Regions from separate parts of the Bos taurus genome. Here region 1 is linked to region 2. Evidence: chromatin contacts called from public Hi-C data. All regions are on one chromosome and are shown on one strand. The core of a region is the stretch at or near the end of the contact, and the rest is flanking DNA. Distances in the headings are between cores, read along the strand shown. Region 1 holds the start of SNX18 (sorting nexin 18). Region 2 holds the start of CSPG4B (chondroitin sulfate proteoglycan family member 4B).

What was found. Hi-C and Micro-C count contacts between places; a contact is called where the count stands out from the background.
Region 1: a Hi-C map of blood shows a contact between it and region 2, with 3 times the contacts expected there. The contact joins the promoter of SNX18 here to the promoter of CSPG4B in region 2. A contact is called at or near these places in 4 of 11 Hi-C or Micro-C datasets (blood, liver, skeletal muscle and 1 more).

Annotation. Positions count from the first base shown.
Region 1 is chr20:24,573,706-24,576,405 of ARS-UCD2.0, forward strand. It overlaps SNX18 (sorting nexin 18), which reads right to left and starts at 1,413. Exons shown (of 2, transcript NM_001083731.1): 1 at 1-1,413. The coding sequence starts at 1,279.
Region 2 is chr20:24,197,304-24,200,003 of ARS-UCD2.0, forward strand. CSPG4B (chondroitin sulfate proteoglycan family member 4B) reads left to right here and starts at 1,266. Exons shown (of 10, transcript XM_024981464.2): 1 at 1,266-1,393. The coding sequence starts at 1,315.

The DNA.
Region 1 (2,700 bases), core at 163-2,662, 380 kb after region 2:
CCACCTCCTGCAGGTCGAGGGCGGCGGCGGGGGGCGTGCTCAGGGTCAGGAAGAAGTTGGCGCCCACCATCTCATCCTTCTCGGCCTTCCTCTTACCCTGCTTCCAGGCCTTCTCGTCGGTGCTGCTGGGGCAGGTCAGGAAGTGCTGGAAGACGTCGCACTGCGCCAGCACCGGGTGGCTGGCCATGTGGTTCATCCACCAGATGAGGCCCTTTCTGCGCTTGGAGATGAAGTCCTCCTCGAAGCGGCCGGTGGCCTGCTTCTCGGGCAGGTGGGGCACCGAGATGACCGGGAACTTCTCGGCCAGGCGCGCATACAGCCAGTCGAAGTGCTTGTAGCGCCGGTGCACCGGCACCTGCGTGTGCGTGGGCACAAGCTTGTACGAGATGTAGCTCTTCATGCCCTTGAACTTGGTCTGCTTGGTGGGGTCGTCGATGGTGCACTGGAAGGGATAGGGGTTCTCCTGCCACTCGGGGCCATAGGGGCCCAGCACCACGCACAGCTTGTCCCCATCCTTCACGAAGCCCGATGCCTCACCCAGCACGAAAGCCTCCCCGCCAGACTTGACGAAGGTGGAGAAGCGGTTGAGGTTACGGCTCACGGTGGCCGAGCTCTTGGCCCCCGACGGATGGTGCTGCGGGGGCGCAGAGCCGCTGCGGGAGCCCAGCGACAAGTCGGAGCGCGTGGACAGGCGGTAGCGGCCAGCAGCGCCGACGCCCCCAGACGACGAGCCGTCGAGGTCCGGGTAAGCGCCGCTCCCCAGTGCGCCCGGCTCGTCAGCCACGGTGGAGCTGTCGTCCCACTCATCATCCCAGTCATCGTCGCTGCCCTGGCTGGCCTGGTAGCCGCCGCCGCCGTAGAGCTGCTGCGGCGACGGCTGCAGGGCGCTCCCGCCGTACGAGAAGCCCGCGCCCGTCGGCTGGAAGGTGCTCACCGGCGGCGCCTGCTGCGGTTGCAGCAGGGGCTGGAAGGCTTCGGGCGGCGGCTTGAAAGAGGTGGGCGGCGCGGCAGGCAGGGGTTCGAAGCCCCCGGGTGGCACGTTGGCGTAGCGGGCCGGGGCGCCCGGGCCGCCGTCGCCCGCCGGGCCGGGCTCGGGGGCGCGGATCACCTGCACGTAAGAGGCCGGGAAGAGGCCGCGGTCTCCGCGGCTGTTGATCCCCTCGAGCCAGCCCTCGATGTCCTGTTCGCTGCACAGGCTCAGCACCTCGTGCTCCCGCAGTGAGATCTCGCCCGGGTTCTCCGACCTGAAGTCGTAGAGCGCCCGGGCGCGCAGCGCCATGGTCCCGGCACCCCGATGGGCTGCCCCCCCGACCCCCGGCGCCCTGAGCCTGGCGCCCGCCCGAGGGGCCCGCGGTGGTGCCCGCGCCCTAGTGCGCGGAGAGGAGCCCGGAAGGCAGTACACACTCCTGGGCCCCCACCCGCTGGTCGCGCCCTCCGCGCCGCTCCGCTTGCAGCGCAGACTGCCGCGCTGGGCCGCCGCCGCCGCCGCCGCCGCCGCCGGTCGGGGGCGGGGCCCGCGGCCTCCCACGTCCCCAGCTGCGCTAATCCAAGGCCGAGAGCCGCGCGCCAGGCGAGAGCAACCGATGGCCGAGCCGCCGCGCACATCCCCAGATTCGACTCCGTGGCCGCCACTGCCCCCTTGTGGCCAGTGCCGTTCAGTGAGGCGCAGGGGTGAGAGCTTGAGGGTGAAGGTTTCTTTTCGGAAGTGAACTGAGATTTTTCTTTTTTAGGCTTTTAAGTTGAAAAAATATATATATCCTAGAAATAAGTTAATATTTTCATTGCTGATTAACGTTCCCACTCTGAGCGCTCAGTGAATACTCATACAATGACATAAACCCACGCGTCTGTTGAAGGATTTTCAATGAATGTTAGCTATTGCGCTAAGAAAGACGCGAGGCGGGGAGGGGCGCTGTAAACTGACGGAGCAGCTCCCTAACATCTACCCACTGGAGGTTTTTGGTCAAAAAAGAGAGGAGCGTGACAAGAGCAAAGTAAGGAAGGCGCTGCGTTTCAGCAGTTAAGAGGCTAAGGGTGGTGCGGCGGAGGGAGGCATTGGAGAGTTTACACTAAAATAAATGTGCTGAGAGAGCTTGCGTTTTGCCTGTGTCCTTTCCCCTTCCTAAAACGCTTGAATGAGAGAAGCTTCCGCCCCAGGCTACTGGGGTCGATCTGTCTTCTGATAATCCCTGCCTGTATGACCTTGAGCAAGTCACTTTTTGCACTCCGGAATTTGTTGTGGGGATTTGATAATCGTGGAATCCCTATTTACAGATGAGGAAAATGAAACGGAGAGCTAGCATTATAGGTGGGAAGCACAGTTTAAGTGTTTGCTGCCGCTGTTGCTGCTGCTGTTGTTATTTTGAAAAGCAAAAACCTCGTCCTCCTTCATAAGAAAGAAAGAAAAGAAAGCGAAGTCACTCAGTCTTTACGACCCCATGGACTGTAGACCACCACGCTCTTCCATCCATGGAATTTTCTAGGCAAGAGTACTGGAGTGGGTGGCCATTTCCTTCTCCAGGGGATCTTCCCGACCCAGGGATCAGACCCAGGGATCAAAGCCAGGTCTCCCGCATTGCAGGCAGACACTTTACCGTCTGAGCCACCAGGATGCTAAATTGCTTCAGTCGTGTCCGACTCTTAGCGACCCTATGGACTGTAGCCCACTAGCCTCCTCTGTCCATGGGATTCTCCAGGCAA
Region 2 (2,700 bases), core at 16-2,515:
GTCTAGCCAGAGTTGTTCCAAACTGGTCAGAGAAGCCCCTGGGCCTGGCTGGGGTCCTGGGTATAACAAGACTGCCCAGTGAGTTCTTACCACAAGCCAGACACCATGCTCAACACTCAGTCCTCAGGGGCTGGAATAACCACACAACCCACCTATGGGATCGGCATCATTACCAAAGACTCTGATGCTGGGAGGGACTGGGGGCAGGAGGAAAAGGGGACGACAGAGGATGAGGTGGCTGGATGGCATCACCGACTGGATGGACGTGAGTTTGAGTGAACTCCGGGAGATGGTGATGGATAGGGAGGCCTAGCGTGCTGCGATTCATGGGGTCGCAAAGAGTCGGACACGACTGAGCGACTGAACTGAACTGAACAGGAGTGGAGACAGAAGTTGAGACAATTAAGATATTTGTTCAAGGTCACGGACCAAGGTCACCTAATAATATCTGAACCGTGATTTGCCCTCAGGTCTCTTAAGGAACCAAGCTTCTGTCCTTAACCAGGGATGGCATTTGAGTAGAGGCTCCCTGGGGACACTGGTGACAGTCTCTGGGTCCCTGGGCAATCTCGCTCTGCACTGCTTGTGCATTTACATTTCTGTGGTTACCTGAGCCTGCCAGGAGAAAGTCTGCATGCCTGGCTCAGCCTGGCCTTCCAACCCCAGGCACAGCTACACCTCCAGCTCTTCCTAGGACACAGCCAGGCCGGGGCGGGACCCTTCTCTGTGCTAACACTCACATTCCTCGTGGATAGCATTTCCATTTGTTTAGAATTCGAAAGTGAGAATGGTAAAGCTGGAAGGGCCTTAGAGATTTGGTGCAATCTCCATTTCCAGAAGGAAGTAACACGCTCAGTTTGTGTTTAATTCTTATTCATCTGCCGGTGTCTATGCACCAGGTCAGCACTGGGGATTCAGCAATAAGCTGGCGCTCACTCTGGCACCTTAAAGTCGTGTTCGGTAAGGTCCTACCTCCACCAGGAATGCTTCCCCCTCCATTCTCCATTTCTCATCAGCGCCCGCACGCAGTCAACTCCAGCGCAGAACTCGCCGAGCAGGGCGGGCGACTCGTGCTCTCTCCGTACCGAGTCTGCCGGGGCGCTCTGGCCCCGCCGCGTGTCTGCGCCGTGCACCCCGGCGCCAGGCGGAGCGTGATGGGGCGCAACAGCTGCGGGCTGCCTGCGGCTCTCCCCGCCCCAGCCCAGCCCCCGCGCTGGTTGGGGGCGGCGCCCCCCGGTCCGGCTCCGGGTCCCGGCCGGGGGCGGGGAGGGGCCGAAGCAGGTAGCTCAGACGCTACCGGGGTGTTGCAGCGGGATGGGGAGCCTCGGGGCCCGCCGCCTCGTCCTGCTCGCCGCCTTCCTGGGGCTCTGCGGGGCGCACAGGGCGCTTGGAGGTAGGCGCCCCCAACTTCGCCACTTCCCCTCCCCGTCCCTTCCCCGGCCGGCCGCGCGCGGAGCCCGCTAGAGGCGGTGGGGAGCGGGGCGGAGGGTGCGGGCGGGAGCCCCCTGTGATCCGAGGGCCCCGGGAGACCCCGCGGCCCGGCCAGTCCCGCAGCGAGCGCGACTTGGACTCTCAGGCGGGGCCTTGGGAGCCGGGCAGCCCCGGGAGGAGACCGCTCGGCCCTGCGCAGTGGCTGCGTCGTCTCCGCGGAAAACTTCCGACTTCCCGCCCCGCGCGGCCCGGCCCCTCCGGTCCCGGCGAGTTCGCGAGCCCCGGGGGCGGGCCCTGCGCCTCGGGTCTGGGCTTTGGGGCCGGACTCTCGGCGGCACTCGGAGGAGTAGACGGAAGGCTTCCTGCTGTCCTGTCTTCTCAGGCTTTCCAGCCCTCCCCTACCCAGGCCCTTCCTTGACTGCTCGTGACCCTCAAGAGGCCTTGAACTGCTCGCCGAGTTTCTTTTGTGGGTGGCTGCCCTCTCGTTCCCTAAGTTCCCGCACACGTCCGCAGACATTTTCTGGACCCCGTTCGCTGGAGGTGCTTTACATTTCCTTGGCGGCTTTCAGAAGTCAAAGATGACTAGTAAAAGCACAGTGACTTTTGACATCATTGAGCTGGACACTGGGGCCTTCCACTGGGGCCTTCCCGCCCTCTCTAGCTCCTTGAAATTTAATTCAGTTTATAACAAAAGACATTCTTCAAGACTTGAGAACGCATTCTCAATCAAAGGCCTTACCAGTCTTTGTAGTCTTCGGATTAAGTTCGGAATGGTTCTTTACTTCACTTTAGGCGATTTCGCAAGGAGCTCTGGAGTGATGTACAGCACCCGGCCCTGTACTGGCGCACGCCTGGCTCTCACCCCTGTGCGGACCTGCTTCAAAGTTCCTCTGACACTGCGCAGTCACTTCTGCTGTTTGGGGCACTTGCGAGCTCCTTCCTCTTCATCTTCCTTCTTCCAGATTCTTTTTTCTGACTGCTTCCCGGCCTCTTCCTGCCTGGTGGGCAGGGAGCAACCGGAGGGTACAGGAGTCCAAGTGTGAGGCCACTGTGGCTATGGCTTTGGTGTATGGTTGAGAGGGAAGGTGCTGGCTGCAGGCCAGGGGGATCTGAGTGGGCAGTGAATGGTGTTGTGGGATAGGTGAGGTGGTGATGGTCACGGCCAGGGATCTGAGTGGTCCCTGTGGGGTGATGAGAAGCCTATGGCTTTGGAATTAGGTGGATTTGAGCTTTAATCTGGGTGTCATCACCTATTCTCAGAGTGACTTG